Regions from separate parts of the Mus musculus genome. Here regions 1 and 2 are each linked to region 3. A link is a contact called in public promoter capture Hi-C data. All regions are on one chromosome and are shown on one strand. Each heading gives the region's core, a stretch centred on a gene start, on an enhancer-like site or on the middle of the called end of the contact. The rest is flanking DNA. Distances are from core to core; before and after follow the strand shown. Region 1 overlaps Ext2 (exostosin glycosyltransferase 2). Region 2 has its middle 13 kb from the start of Gm32683. Region 3 holds the start of Cd82 (CD82 antigen).

Region 1 (2,700 bases), core at 195-2,694, 280 kb after region 3:
TCACTGAGGATGGGGTTTTAGGTGTGTTCCACCACACCCAGCTTTCCTTTCTTTTAAAGGATCAGCCAATCAGAAATTCTGAAAACTGGTCACATTATAACAAGCAAAACAAACAAACAAACAAAAAACAAAAAACAAAAAATCTGGCATAAATATCTAGCAAATGCTTGGGGGCATACCGTAGGGCTTTTATTGAAAAGAGCTAGTTACAAGGTCTGGGAGACGGCTCAGCAAGTAAAGGGCCCCTCTGAACAACATAACCACCTTTTAAGTTTGATCCTAGACACTCTTGTGAAGATGGTGGGAGGTGGTGGGAAGGTCTGTCAGTGGAGGGGTTGCCACTCAGCCTATAAAAGCACTTGAGCTTGATCTTCCAGTCTTACCATTGTGCTCTGACCTCCACACACACGCCATGGTATGCATGTGCGCATGCGCACGCACGCACATACATACACACACACACACACACACACACACACACACACACACACACACGCAAATAAATAATAAAGTTGTGCTCAGATTTCCACATCCATGCTATGACACTCATACATGCACCTGTGTACATATACGTCATCCTAACACATATAATAAATAAAGTTTAAAAAATTAAAAACCTATTTTACTCAAATGATGGCTCTTCAAATTTAAAGAATGCATGTGACCCTTTCAGAGAATAAACATGCCATGAAGTACTTTTTTTAAGCATGTGTTGGGAGACTCAAGAATTTTCTCTGGCGAATTCTGAGTTGCCTCACAGAGAACTGCTGTTCTCTCACAGCTTGGGCACTAACTCACCATTGTGGCTTCCAGGGTTGGCCATCCTGACTTCAGTGTAACCAGTTAAAGGGGACCAGCCATCAAAAGCACAGATACTGCTGTCAGGCAATAAACTAGACCTTATCGGTGACAGCAGTGCACATTACAGACTTCAAACTCATTCCTTGCTCTAATCCATCAGAAACTTCCTGGCTTTAATAGGCACTAAATGGCAGGGGCTTTGAAGTCCCTGGAATTAGGGTCAGTAATAGACAGGCTGAACGAGATGCTAAATGCAGGTAGGACAAACTCTTGTGCGTCCCAAATTAAAAGCAAATCCAATTAATAAAACAGGCCTCACCCTAGTCGCTGCAGCAGATGACAGGGGTGGCCAAGGCAGGGGACAAGTGCTGGAGCATCCAGCCAGCTCCTGTGAGAACCCATTTTAGGCTGCAAGGCTACAGGGGCTGTGGAGCTGACCTAATCAGAACAGCGGCTAGGCTATCGCTTTTTGTTTCCTTGAAGGAGGGCTCAATATCAGAAGAGAGATAAGGGAGCAGAAAACTAATGCCCTGTAAACTGAGTTTTCATGTAAACAAATCTGCTGGGACGGCAGAGGGAAGCTGAGACCTGTTTTCCCAAGGCGGATAGCCTTTGATCCCCTTGACTCTTAAGCTCTCAAACACTGTGGCTCCATCTATGCCAGGGCTCAGAGTTCACTGGGCCACCCTAGAACACTTCTGGTGAGATGACTCCAAACAGCAGGGTCACATTGCCTTGCCCTGGCGGTGTTGTTGGCAGAGGGTGGGAGCATGGGTCCACCCCAAGTCAGTGCAGTTAGGGGTGCAGGGAAGCCCTAGATGGCCCCTTCTGACACTACACCTCTTCATTCTCCTTACCTTCCGGAGGGTTTTTATTCTGATTATTCCAGACCACCAGCAGCTTGGACAGACTGGGCACCTTGGACACCTCGGTGATGACCCGGAAGAGGCTCTCCACGCGGTCGTAGGTGAGGACGATGGCAGTGAAGCCTTGGGACTGAGGTGGGATCAGCGGCAGGAAGAGCGGGTTGCTCACACTAGCCCACTTCTGCAAGAGGACAGGAGGACAAGGGTCAAGGAAGGAGAAGCAGCAGGTTGGCGGCTTTGCCCAACACCAGAAAGAGCTCAGCCATTCTTACAAGTGCCCCCTCCTCACTGTCTGACACCACTGAGAAGGGCACAGAGTACATGAGCTGCGATGTTTCTACAGGATGGATTTAAAACACACATCTACCTCCATTTCCTCCCCAAACCACTGAGGTGGCAGCTGATGACTGCAGAGAATGGGAATTCATGACAGCAGGGAGTCGGCAGGAGAGTGGAGAGGCTGGGATGCCTGAGAGGGCCAGAGGCAGGAGAGGACATGCCCACTTGACCCTGCCAGGAGAAGCAGTGCTGAGGGCAGAGGCCTACTTAAAGGACTGTGTCAGGATGTCAGACTCCAGCTCACAACTCTTCTCTCTCCAACCCAGCAGGTCATTTCTCTGTAGAAATGGAACCTCCAGTCAGGGACAGAGGCACAGGAGGCAAACTAGGATAAAGCGTGGATGTTGAGTGAGGAGCCCTGTGGCTGCCTTCCCTACTCCAGTCCCAGCCATGTGGCTATCTGGGCATCTCTAGCTCCCAGGGAAGCCCCCAGGCAGCACTTGTGTCCACAAAGACCTACATACTGATCATCTTTTAGCATCTCCTCTTTTAATCATGCACAGATTCGAGACTCACAGACAGTTCAAGAGCATCTTTAGCAGAAGTGGCACAAACCAAAGGAGCAGACAAAGCTCAGAGCAGACAGACAATGGGCACACAGATCCAAGTTAAAGCAACAAACGATATCCCCAGGGAGAAAAGGGGTTCAGCCATGAAAAAGTGGTTTTTATTTTAAATTATCTGTCAAAGATTG
Region 2 (2,700 bases), core at 118-2,617, 300 kb before region 3:
CAGGTCTTCAGCTAGGAGGGGAGACAGGCCTTGATCAGCTGTGAGTTGCACTGACATTTTTGCATCTCTGGCAGTGAGAGGCTTCAACCAGACTCCAGAGTGAGGGCTCTCTTTCTCTTCCAACATTCTCATCCAGTCCCTTGCCTTTCCTACCCTCCTTGGGGTAAGCACCCAGCTCTAGCCAGCAACTATAGATCTACAGAGGACCCATTGGAAAAAAGGTGGGGACCCTCCCATAGAGTTGTCCCAGCCAGGCAAAGAGGTAAAGGGGGCCAAGTTTGGAGAATAAGGAGGGGCCTAGTTCTGGACATGAGCAGGCTGCAGGTGTGGCTAGGGTACCACTCTGTCTTGAGAGGGGCCTCCCATGGTAGTAAGGACCCAGCCTCAGTAGATTCACACTAAGTATCTCCCTCTCCACAGGCCTTAGCCTCTATGGTTAGGCTGCCTGTTGGCTTCCTTTCCCTGAGGCCAGAGCTCTGTGAGAACCCAGGCCTAGCCTGCTGATGGGAATAGTGTACAACCTCACCCATAGGCAGGCCACTGGGAGCACAGACTCATTTTGGATTTTATTGTTGTTATTTTGTTTGTTTGATAGCTCTTTTCCACCTCTTTCTATGGCAATGTCAGAAACGGAGTAAGCCACTCATTCTTGTCCCTGTTCAGGGTCACTGCAGGGAAGCCTGGCCCACATTGCTATGAGGACGACTAGAACTCTGTGCCCTCAAATTCATGTTGTCAGATCAGCTGAGCATCACAGGTTGGGAGTTCACATGGGGCACCACTTTGCATATCTGTGTACTTAGGGTCTGAGAGACATTTGGCAGACCTCATAGGGTGCCCCATTTACCAGTCTCTGAACTGAGCCAGACTCTTTATCACTGTCTCCTGATGGACATTTCAGCAACCTGGTCCCCATAGCAACCAGCTTGGATGTCACAAGGAAACCCAGGGACCCTTAGGCAGAGTCAAGAAAGCATGAAGACGTGTGTTTAGAAGACAGAGTGCCCGCTCCCTTCCCTCGGCTACTCTCTGCCTTTGTTGGATGTATGAGGCGCAGCACACGAAGGCCTTGTTGGAAAACGCCTGCTTTCCTGTGACTTACAGACAAGGTCTCTCTGAAGATTTGAGCACAGTCTAAATAAAACCTCTCTTCCTTTCTTTTCTCCTGGGGTCTAAGAAAACGACTTTCATTTCCTCCTGTGTGGAGCAGGGATCAGGAAGCCAGTCTAGGGAGGGCCTGTGAGTTCTAAGCACCCAGCTGGCTTTGCTCACCCACTTCAGAACCACCCAGGGCATGCTTCCATCCTCAGCAGAGGAAAAGGAGGCGAGCAGCAGGGTAGGCAACAAGCCTGCCTGGCTCCCCCAGCTTGTTCTCCCCACCACTTGGGAATGGCATGGCTTCCCCTGTGCGGCTTCCCGTGTGAACACATCTCTATATACAGCCGGGGGTGGCAAACTGTGCCAGGTGGGCCTCAGCTCACTGCTTCACAGTGCTCGGGCTCATTTGGGGAGAGGAGGGGTGTGCTCAGAGAGTAGCTGGATTCCACTGAACCAATGGATGCCTTCTGGCCCACGAGCCTGCCGATGTCTCTAGTGTTGGGTAGACTCAAGGCCAGGCTGGAGCCCCAGTCACCCATGATGTAAACGTGACAAAGCCTTGCAAGTTGGCTTGTCTACTTCCCCTTTTCTTCCACTCATAGCAGCCCCACACTTCTGTTTCCCGCTGTCGACATGTACCAGCTGCCCTTAGGGTAGCAGGGTCCTATGATTTCGGAATGTGGGAATGCAAAAGTACCGAGCAGGGCAGTGGTGAAGACTCACATCCAGGTGTCGCTTAAGTGAAGGGGTGGTAAACAGTGGGCAGGTGGAGGGGGAGCTAACAACTGGACAGTGCTAAACAAAGATGACATGAGGCCTAGGGGCTGGCTGCCATGAGCTTCTCCTTCAGGTGCATGTGACAGTCCTTCTGCTGAGGCAACTACCCCCATCAGGTGGGCTTGAAGCACCTCTGCTTAGGGTCACTCTTGGCGACATGGCTCTGGCCCTTATAGACCTAAGCAAGCATACTCTGTGTCTAACGATGGCTTGTTCTATAGCTTTTCATGGGGGAGATCTGTCTGTTCATTCCAGATAGGGATACCAAAGCAAGGATTAGATCCAAGTTCCCCTTGGTGAACCATTGGGTTATTGGGGTTGCCTATAGGAGTATGGGTGACTCAGGCATCTTCACTGATGTGGGTTCTTTGAATGAGACAGAGCCTTTCTCAGTTCTTGGTCAGCTTAGGTCAGGAAGCTTTCTTTGGTGGTAGAAAGATAAAGGACACCAAAGCCATCCTGAACCATTTAGCTTCGAGTTATCTCAAGCCCAAGAAGAATAAGGAAATGCAGGGCAGGAGTGGGGAGAGAGAGAGAGAGAGACAGAGAGAGGGAGAGAGAGAGAACGAGAACAGATGTATCAAGGGACAGTGAGGAAGAAGACCAGAGTTCCAGAACTCCAGGGGAGCAATATCATTGTAGCCCTGTTCAATGGGCTTTTTGGGGTCTTATAGCAGGACGAAATGGAGCCTTTATCAAGTCATCTTATGGGGGCTGGAGAGACGGCTCAGAGGTTAGGAGCACCGACTGCTCTTCCAGAGGTCCTGAGTTCAATTCGCAGCAACCACATGGTGGCTCACAACCATCTGTAATGGAATCTGAAGC
Region 3 (2,700 bases), core at 34-2,533:
CCTTTGTCTAGGTAACACATTTCCTGACCCACAAAAGAACAAGATGACGTTGATGGCTGGTGTCAGTTTCTGACTCTGATGAGGTCAGGGATGGGACAGCTGCAGTTACCCACAAGCCTTCCAAACCAAGCCAAACCCCAAAGATGGGTTCATTTCCCAGAAGGAAGACAGCACACCACCTGCTCACTGACATCTCAGGAGCTTTGAAGTGAGGCTTCTGGGCACCCAATGGCCTGTCAGGCATGGTACACATAGTTTCACTTAATTCTTGCTACTACTGTTTGGCCATTGCTCCCCAAGTTACAGATGAGGAAACTAAGGTTTGGAGGGGAGTGGAATCCAATTAGGCTGAATCCCAAAGCCTAAATCCTTGGCACAGCCAGGACCCAGGACACACCCCACCATCAGAAGTGGAGCCCCTTCTGCACAAATACCTAATCCCTGGCACAGCAAGGAGCTCTCTTGGGTTTGGCTAGATTCTGAGCAGGTTTGGAAGGGTTTCCCCTTCTTCTCCCTATGCACCCCAAGAGAGAGTTTCTTCTGCTGCTATCCCTCCAGGCTCCTCTTCCAAACCAGCTCACCTGGAAAAGTTTGGCTAGGTTTCCACTCTTAAGTCCACCCAGTTCAGTGGTGCGCTCAGAACGTGGAAGGAGGAAAAGAACGGAAACTGCCTTGCTTTGGATTTGGAGTTCCTTCCAATAACCCAGGGCAACTTAAATCGTTTCTCTCAGTGACATTTTGCGGAAGTCGCTGAGGTCTAGCTACGCAATCTGAAAGCGAGTGTACTCACACACCACTGTGACTGTCACCTGTTAGCCCTCACATTCCGCTCGGAAGCTCATCTCAATCAACTTCCTCCTTCTGGAACCGGAGGAGATCTGGACTAGGGGCAGGGACAGGCCCGGGGCCACAGGGCTGGTGTGTGGGGCAGCCAGAACTAGGGAGTTCGGGACTCGGAGGTGAACGACCCTTCTCAGCTACTAAGTGCTCCAGCCTGTTACCTGTTGCCAAGCGGGCCCCACGGGCTTGGCGGAATGGGTCCTGCTAGGAAATCCGGACAAAGCTAAGTTTGCTTCCGATTATCCTGTCCCCTCCCCCAGGCTTCTCTTACCTGGTGCCTGGGTTCTGGCTACGCGCTTTAAGTCCCGCGTCTTCAGCTGGCGCCCCAACCCGAGTCTGACTGCGCAGCTTGGCTCTGTCCCTCCGTTTTCCCCCGCCACCCCCTCCCGAAGTCAGTCCAGAAGCTCAACGGCCTTGTCAGGCCACGCCACGCCCCCCAAGACCACGCCCTTGACACGCCCCCTATACAGTTCCCCTCTGGGCCCTGCGGGAGGTAGCACCAGGCTCCGCCCACCACAGCCTCCCGGTTCAATCAAACGGCCACACCCCTTAGCACAACACTGAGCTGGCTACCCTTTGCCAACCCTCCAGCTCTGCCCAGCCCTGCAGCCTGGTTCCAGCTCCAGATTAGAGGCGAGGCCACGTACGCGCCTTGCTCCGCCTGCTTTGGGCCTCCAGGGGATAAGGCCGACCTGGGACCCCAAGTCTGCCGCTCCAGTCTCTTCCAGCCTTGCGGAGTCTCACCCCCTATGGTCTCCCCCATCCTTCCCACTTCCCAACTATGCCGCTGGCGGTCCTCTGAAGCCCTCCTGTTCACCCCTTTGAGTCCATCACTTTCCCCAGGGGCTCACCCTTAGGCCTCCAACTGGGAGGCAACTCCCCGGCTCCGCCCTTCCCGGGGGATTCTCTGCTCCGCCCCGAGCCTGTTCCCCTTAGCAACCTGGCTCAGGGCTATAAGCCTGGGGCCCCGACGCTGGCATTCTAGGACGGGCGTATCCTGGTGCAACCCGGGAATGGCGTGGGAGCGTTCGCGTTCCAAGACCAGGTCTCCGTGTGGAGGCGGCTGGAGCCAAGCACTTTCTGAAAATACTAACAGCTACCAGTGGTTGAACTTTTGCTCAAAGACAGGATGAAAGCCAACAGCTGTTAAAACTCTGCTCTTCAGTCCCTACCACTCCTGGGCTACTTTATTTGTACCCATTTTATTATTTGCACCCATTTTACAGATGCACAGCCCAAGCTTTAGAGAGGGGAAGTCGTGGGCTAGAGTCTAACAGCAGAGTCGTTCGTGAACCATTCCAACGTCTCGAATCATACTTAATACTTGTCCTAGCTTTTCTGGATTTTGGTCCTTGAAGAAGTGGCCCAGGCCAGCCAGCTGTGGTACAGCAGGCTGGTGAAGGGGTGGCAGGAGAGGGCAGAGGGCCTGAGACCTCCATGGCTGGCTTCTTCTTTGAGAAAGTGGTCTGCCAAAGATCTCCAGATGTCTGACACATCACAATGCACTACAGACCATGGATCTGCCTCAGGCAGGTTACCAGGTTAACAAGCAGGGCCATTAACCTGTGAACTGCTGAAGTTCTTTAGCAACACATCTCACTGGCATAGCAGTACAAGCCTCTGAGGGGAGGGTGTGGATGTGCTTGCTTTACCAGTGGGGCGCTGGATGCAAGGCTGCCCAGTGGTTCTCAAAGCTGTTCTCACCCTAGAAGCCCCATCGCTGCCTGGGAACTTGTTAGGTTCATGTTTGGGGTTTGAGGCACCCAGAAACAACTCGGTGGGAAACTGCGGTGGTTTGCTTTCACAAGGGTCCCAGGTAATTCCGAGTCAGCTTTGTGGTTGAGAGCCACTGTTGGGCAT

What was found. Promoter capture Hi-C pulls out the DNA fragments that hold promoters and counts their contacts.
Region 1: a promoter capture Hi-C map of liver shows a contact between it and region 3, with 4 times the contacts expected there. The contact joins the enhancer-like site here to the promoter of Cd82 in region 3. A contact is called at or near these places in 9 of 39 promoter capture datasets (the C10 cell line, cranial neural crest, embryonic stem cells and 6 more), 1 of 15 datasets of contacts at CTCF or cohesin (stem cell-derived epiblast-like cells), 1 of 484 Hi-C or Micro-C datasets (liver) and 6 of 115 datasets of contacts at active chromatin or transcription factors (bone marrow-derived dendritic cells, craniofacial prominence, embryonic basal ganglia and 3 more).
Region 2: a contact with region 3 is called in a promoter capture Hi-C map of hippocampal neurons, with 2.0 times the contacts expected there. The contact joins the enhancer-like site here to the promoter of Cd82 in region 3. A contact is called at or near these places in 5 of 39 promoter capture datasets (the 3T3-L1 cell line, the C10 cell line, the HPC-7 cell line and 1 more), 2 of 115 datasets of contacts at active chromatin or transcription factors (epiblast stem cells and neural tube) and 1 of 9 other capture datasets (adipose tissue).

What each region holds. Positions count from the first base shown.
Region 1 is chr2:93,737,912-93,740,611 of GRCm38.p6, forward strand. Ext2 (exostosin glycosyltransferase 2) reads right to left here. Exons shown (of 14, transcript NM_010163.3): 9 at 1,659-1,848. Among named protein-coding and RNA genes, the nearest start is that of Gm39883, 18 kb to the left of the region's middle. Within about 2 kb of position 1,445, at least 24 of the 459 cell types and tissues checked have an H3K27ac peak or open chromatin away from gene starts, as enhancers often do. A contact at or near this core is called in liver, where this site is marked.
Region 2 is chr2:93,165,559-93,168,258 of GRCm38.p6, forward strand. No RefSeq gene overlaps it. Among named protein-coding and RNA genes, the nearest start is that of Gm32683, 13 kb to the right of the region's middle. Within about 2 kb of position 1,368, at least 68 of the 459 cell types and tissues checked have an H3K27ac peak or open chromatin away from gene starts, as enhancers often do. A contact at or near this core is called in hippocampal neurons, where this site is marked.
Region 3 is chr2:93,461,219-93,463,918 of GRCm38.p6, forward strand. Cd82 (CD82 antigen) reads right to left here and starts at 1,284. Exons shown (of 10, transcript NM_007656.5): 1 at 1,112-1,284. All of the region lies in intron 2 of Gm10804 (predicted gene 10804), which reads left to right.